Regions from separate parts of the Mus musculus genome. Here region 2 is linked to region 1. A link is a contact called in public promoter capture Hi-C data. All regions are on one chromosome and are shown on one strand. The core of a region is the stretch at or near the end of the contact, and the rest is flanking DNA. Distances in the headings are between cores, read along the strand shown.

What was found. Promoter capture Hi-C pulls out the DNA fragments that hold promoters and counts their contacts.
Region 2: a promoter capture Hi-C map of the HPC-7 cell line shows a contact between it and region 1. The contact joins the enhancer-like site here to the promoter of Amdhd2 in region 1. A contact is called at or near these places in 11 of 39 promoter capture datasets (the C10 cell line, the HPC-7 cell line, HPC-7-derived erythroid cells and 8 more), 11 of 484 Hi-C or Micro-C datasets (CD4 T cells, CD8 T cells, bone marrow-derived macrophages and 5 more), 19 of 115 datasets of contacts at active chromatin or transcription factors (the 230-238 cell line, the HPC-7 cell line, the SCID.adh cell line and 14 more) and 4 of 9 other capture datasets (adipose tissue, liver, macrophages and 1 more).

What each region holds. Positions count from the first base shown.
Region 1 is chr17:24,162,361-24,165,060 of GRCm38.p6, reverse strand. Amdhd2 (amidohydrolase domain containing 2) reads left to right here and starts at 1,328. Exons shown (of 11, transcript NM_172935.4): 1 at 1,328-1,479; 2 at 1,729-1,865; 3 at 1,946-2,085. The coding sequence starts at 1,397. Atp6v0c (ATPase, H+ transporting, lysosomal V0 subunit C) reads left to right here. Exons shown (of 3, transcript NM_009729.4): 2 at 179-362; 3 at 453-1,196. The coding sequence ends at 657.
Region 2 is chr17:24,328,728-24,331,427 of GRCm38.p6, reverse strand. It overlaps Abca17 (ATP-binding cassette, sub-family A (ABC1), member 17), which reads left to right. Exons shown (of 31, transcript NM_001031621.3): 6 at 2,640-2,700. Among named protein-coding and RNA genes, the nearest start is that of Abca17, 21 kb to the left of the region's middle. Within about 2 kb of position 1,362, at least 2 of the 459 cell types and tissues checked have an H3K27ac peak or open chromatin away from gene starts, as enhancers often do. A contact at or near this core is called in the HPC-7 cell line, where this site is marked.

The DNA.
Region 1 (2,700 bases), core at 79-2,578:
CACAGGAAGAACTGCAGGCGGAAGTAGAGCAGGAGGTTGGAGGTATGGCTCTGCTAGTGGGAAGAGAAGTGGCTGCTGCTCTTGCTTGGCTGCCCGCCTCAGTTCTTGTAATGGGTGGGAACCTGGGGAGCAGAATGGAAAAAGCTGCTCTGGGCTCACTTACTCTCTCCTCCCACAGCCATGGGAGCCGCCTATGGCACAGCCAAGAGTGGCACTGGCATCGCAGCCATGTCAGTCATGAGGCCAGAGCTGATCATGAAGTCCATCATCCCAGTGGTTATGGCTGGGATCATCGCCATCTACGGCCTGGTGGTGGCAGTACTTATCGCTAACTCCCTGACTGATGGCATCACCCTCTACAGGTGAGTGCTGGGCCTTTCCTCCCAGGTGAAGTGCTTCATTGTCCTGTGGACAGGCAGATTGCTGACAACCTGTGTCTCTTCTCTCCCCAGGAGTTTTCTTCAACTGGGTGCTGGCCTGAGTGTGGGGCTGAGTGGCCTGGCTGCTGGCTTTGCCATTGGCATCGTCGGAGATGCTGGTGTTCGGGGCACTGCCCAGCAGCCTCGACTGTTCGTGGGCATGATCCTGATCCTCATCTTTGCGGAGGTGCTTGGCCTCTACGGTCTCATCGTGGCCCTAATCCTCTCCACAAAGTAGTCCTTTTCCACCATCAGTCACAGGATAGGATGTAAAGATCACCCCTCCTCATTCCAGAACGAACAGCCTGACACATGCACGGGCAGCTGCCCCTCAGTAGTTGGTCTTGTAAATGTGCAGTGTCCTAGTGCCCATTGTCTGTCGCCCCCGCCTTGCCCCTACTGCACCGTGCTGTGGACATACGGGCCCACTCATCTCCCACCCAGGCCCCTGACCAGTGACGAAGTCAGCCTCTGGTTACCCCACCCATCGCCCTAGAGTGCTCCTGTGTATAAGAATGAACTAGAGTTGTCATTTTTCTCTTCACTGGATGTTTATTTATAAAAGATTTGACCTATTCATGCGTCTGTGGAGCAGCTCCTGTCTCCCAACTATATAGTAATCATTAGTAGACTGTTGCCTTGTGGGGTTCCTGTTGCTGAGACTCCTTGGATGGAGCCACCCTTCCCCCTGCCCTGAACAGCCAGGGTGGAGGATAGAGTGCTACTGCTCCTCAGAGCTGGCTCCCAGCTGTGTCCAATAAAAGTTCTCGGATGTGACTGGCTTGTGTTCTGGCGCTTCTGTGGGCGGGCCTGGCAGGGTTTGTCATCATGTGGTCGCCACCACGTGAGCACCGCGGCCACGTGACAGCCCCTTCAGCTGAGAGTCACGTGATGCGACCTGGCCCCGCTTCCGATTACGGCTGCTCCGGGCTCTGCCGGCTTGCGCCCAAAGCTTGCTGGGTTCGGCGCGACTCACGATGCGTAGCGGGCAGTGCGCAGCGGGGGCCCCGGTGCTCCAGTTCACCAACTGCCGCATCCTGCGTGGCGGCACGCTCCTCAGGTCTGGGCTGCATGGTGCAGGCTTAGGCTGGGTATAGAGCTGATGATACGCCAGTGCGGGGTGCAGAGATGGGGATAGTGTAGGGCATAAGCCCTGAAAGGGGCAGGAATGTGGAGGGCGGGACTATCGTGGGTGTGTGGCCGGGACCAAGAAGAATAGTGGGTGCAGGGACAAGCTGGGTGCGAGATAGAACTAGGGTTTGGTTCCAGGGCCTGGTGGTGATCCAAGTGCCTACTACTCTGCCCTCAGGGAGGATCTGTGGGTGCGCGGGGGCCGAATCCTGGACCCAGAAAAGCTGTTTTTTGAGGAGAGGCGTGTGGCTGATGAGCAGCGGGACTGCGGAGGCCGCATCCTGGCGCCTGGCTTTATCGATGTGCAGATCAACGGTGCGGCCTGGCTCGGGCCAGGGAACCCAGGGCAGGAGCTCCGAGCACTGTGCTACCCCCCTTGTTTTCTGTGGCCACAGGTGGATTTGGTGTTGACTTCTCCAAGGCTACGGAGGACGTGGGTTCGGGGGTCGCCCTAGTGGCCCGGAGGCTCCTGTCCCACGGTGTCACCTCCTTCTGTCCCACCCTGGTCACCTCCCCACCAGAGGTTTATCACAAGGTGAGATGAGGCCGTTCTACCCCTGAGCAAAGGGGCCCTCAGGAAAGGACCACTTCCTTCACCCGAATCTGGGCTTCCTGGACTTGGGTCCGAGGGGGATCCGCCTCACTTTCAGTTGGGTTCTGCCTGGTCTCTGCAACTGCCAGTGCGGTTGTCCTCACGTTTCCTGCCCCGGTTCTCATCTGCCACGCCCTCCCAACGCCCTGTAGGCAGCCTCTGGGTCTCCTGAACTAAGGTCGCCTGGAATTCTGCCACAGCCATTGTCTCTTGTCTAGCTCTTCCTCCCTAACCTGCTTATGCTGTGTGACTCACATGAAAAAGCCTTTCAGAAAGAGCTGCTGTTGCTGTGGACTGGCTTCTGTCCTCACCCTTCCACCTTCTATCTTAGCAGGAGGTCTGTTGTCTTGTTCCAAATTTCATGTAAGGTTCTCCCACAGTTTTCCCGGTTTTTGTTTGTTTGTTTGTTTTTTCGAGACAGGGTTTCTCTGTATAGACCTTGCTGTCCTGGAACTCACTTTGTAGACCAGGCTGGCCTCAAACTCAGAAATCTGCCTGCCTCTGCCTCCCGAGTGCTGGGATTAAAGGCGTGTGCCACCACGCCAGGCTAGTTTTCCC
Region 2 (2,700 bases), core at 113-2,612, 170 kb before region 1:
ATTACTTCTTGTAATTTCTACTTTCCCTTAAATTTGATGATGGAGGAACATCGGCTATACGCACTGCTGCAGACCTCCCTCTCTGCCTGCCTGAGTCACTTTAAATATTCCACTCCTGCTTTGGGGGATATCTCCAGGCTCTGCCTCCAGAATTCCTGAACCTGGGGCTAGGGAGATGGTCCAGCTGGTGTAGTGCCGCTCCACAAGCTGAAAACCTGAGCTGAGTCCCCAGGGCTCCTGTGAAAAGCTGGGTGTGATGCCACGTTTATAATCTCAGCAATGGGAGGCAGAGGCCAGCTGATTCCTGGGGCTCCCTGGTCAGCCTAGCCTAATCATCTACCCCCAGTCCCAGCAAGAGACCCTGTCTCAAAAACAAGGTTTAGTGCTCTTCAGGGACAACACTAAAAGTTGGCCTCTATCTTCCACACACATGGGGACAGTGGCAGCAGTGGGGAATGGGAGTTCTGAACACATGGCCCCTGCATGACCCTGCTTGACCCCTGTGTTAGTTAAGGCTTCATTTGATCTTACTTGCTCTTTCTGAATCTTTAGGTCTCTCTTAAGTTCTAATTCCATCCACCTTGCCCACCCGCAACTGGGGTGGGTGGGTGGAGGGAATAGCGGCAGCTTCTTCCTTGAGATCTCATGGTCCTAGCTGGCTGTGCCAATCCCCACTCCTTCGTTTCCCTTTCTGGAGGAGGGAATACACATAGGACTTCTAGAGATGCCTCACCTGAGTTTAAGGCTACCTGCTTATCCTTAGCCAAATACGGAGGGGAAGTGCCCTTTCTCAGGAAACATCCTGTATGTACTCGATAATAAATACCACAGAGCCAGAGTGTGAAGGGACAAGGTGCTCTCTACCTTGGAAGATCCTTGTATAGAACATGCCTTGTCTTTTCTGCCAAAATTTGTTTTCTGCCAAAATTTGTTTTCTGCCAAAATTTGTTTTCTGCTGGGTAGTGGTGGCGCATGCCTTTAATCCCAGCACTTGGGAGGCAGAGGCAGGCAGATTTCTGAGTTCAAGGCCAGCCTGGTCTACAAAGTAAGTTCCAGGACAGTCAGGGCTACCCAGAGAAACCCTGCCTAGAAAAATGAAAACAAACAAACAAACAAACAAACACCCCAAAATCCCCCAACAGAATTTGTTTTCTGATCATTGCTCCATTCCCCGGCCCTCCAGAGGCCCCTCTCTATCCTCTATGGTGTTTGATGAGGTCTCTGGGAACATCTTTCTCATTTCCTGAGAAAGGGCACGTCCCCTCCCTATTTTGCTAAGGATAAGCAGGTAGCCTTAAACTCAGGAGGTAAGGCATTCCTAGAAGCTCCTATGTCCTACAGGACTCTGAAGCTGGCTTGTGACTCAGCATTCTCTGCAGGAAGCTCTGCTGGCTTTCTGAAACTTTCCAGCGTGAGTAAAGGAGTCTTCCTTAGTGACTGCTTTCTGCCATCTTGTCTGCTGTGGAAAGGAACATAACTGTATTTAACAGTGTAGATGTCCCCACCTGGCTCCCAGTTTCCTGGACCTGGCCACTCCATGACAGCCCCCAGCTCCCTCTCTGACACCTCTAGACTTGTGGAGAAGTCACAGCACACCACTGAAAGGCTCTTTCCTTCACACAGAGCAAACGATTCCTGAGTGAGGGCCCAGGAGCCAATTCTCACAGGAAGGATGCAAGCTCTCCAGTTCATTTTAGGTTTCTTGGATGCCCTATTTGTGAGAGGTTAAACATGGACACCAGTTAAACAACTAACTATTCTTCCAAAATTGAGGTATTGTCAACACCTCCCTATAGGATGACTGCACAATTGTCTTGAAGCCTTTGGCCTGCAGGCCAAACTGGAACCCAAGTCTCGGTACTCAAGTTCCTACCCTGATTCCACAAAATATCCTGTAATTGTTTACTGAAACACTCCTGCAAAACAAACAAGAGTATGTAGCATTAGCCAAGATGCTGTCCAAGTTATTAATAACCATCAGTTTGTCCTTCCCTTTCTCAGTTTGACAGATCTGGAGGTTTGCCCATATCTAGACAATGGGACATAGTGGTCATCTCTACTACAGGGATAACATCCCCCTACCTGAAGGCTGCTTGCCCTTGCTTGGAACTAGAGCAGATATCATTCCAGGGATCCTTGCTGTGCAATCTTTTTTATCGAAAGCTGGAACACCACTACACTGTTGAAAAGAGGGCTGCTTATGATAAGGACAGTGCTTGTAGCTTGCCAGCAAAATACAAGAATGTAATCCTTTCTTTATGCAGCAGTCAGCACAATCAGGAAGTCTGTGTCTTTCAAATGCATTGAGTTTAACCATCCTGTATGTACTGGATAATAAATACTGTAGAGTGGATGCTCTGTCCACAGAGCCAGAGTGCGAAGGGACAAGGTGTTCTCTACCTTGGAAGATCCTTGTATAGAACATGCCTTGTCTTTTCTGCCAGAATTTGTTTTCTGATCATTGCTTCATTCCCCAGCCCTCCAGAGTGGCCCCTCTCTGTCCTCCATGCTGTTTGATGAGGTCTCTGGGGACATCTTCTGGCTTCTGTCTTAACGACTAGCCAGGAGCCACCTGAATTTTCAGTCTTTTCAGTCTTCAATCTTTACTTTCTTACACCTGACACTCTGTTTTCTTGTAGGCTACAACAAAGAAGGCTTCCTGGCCATACAGCATGCCGTAGACAAAGCGATTATGCGGCA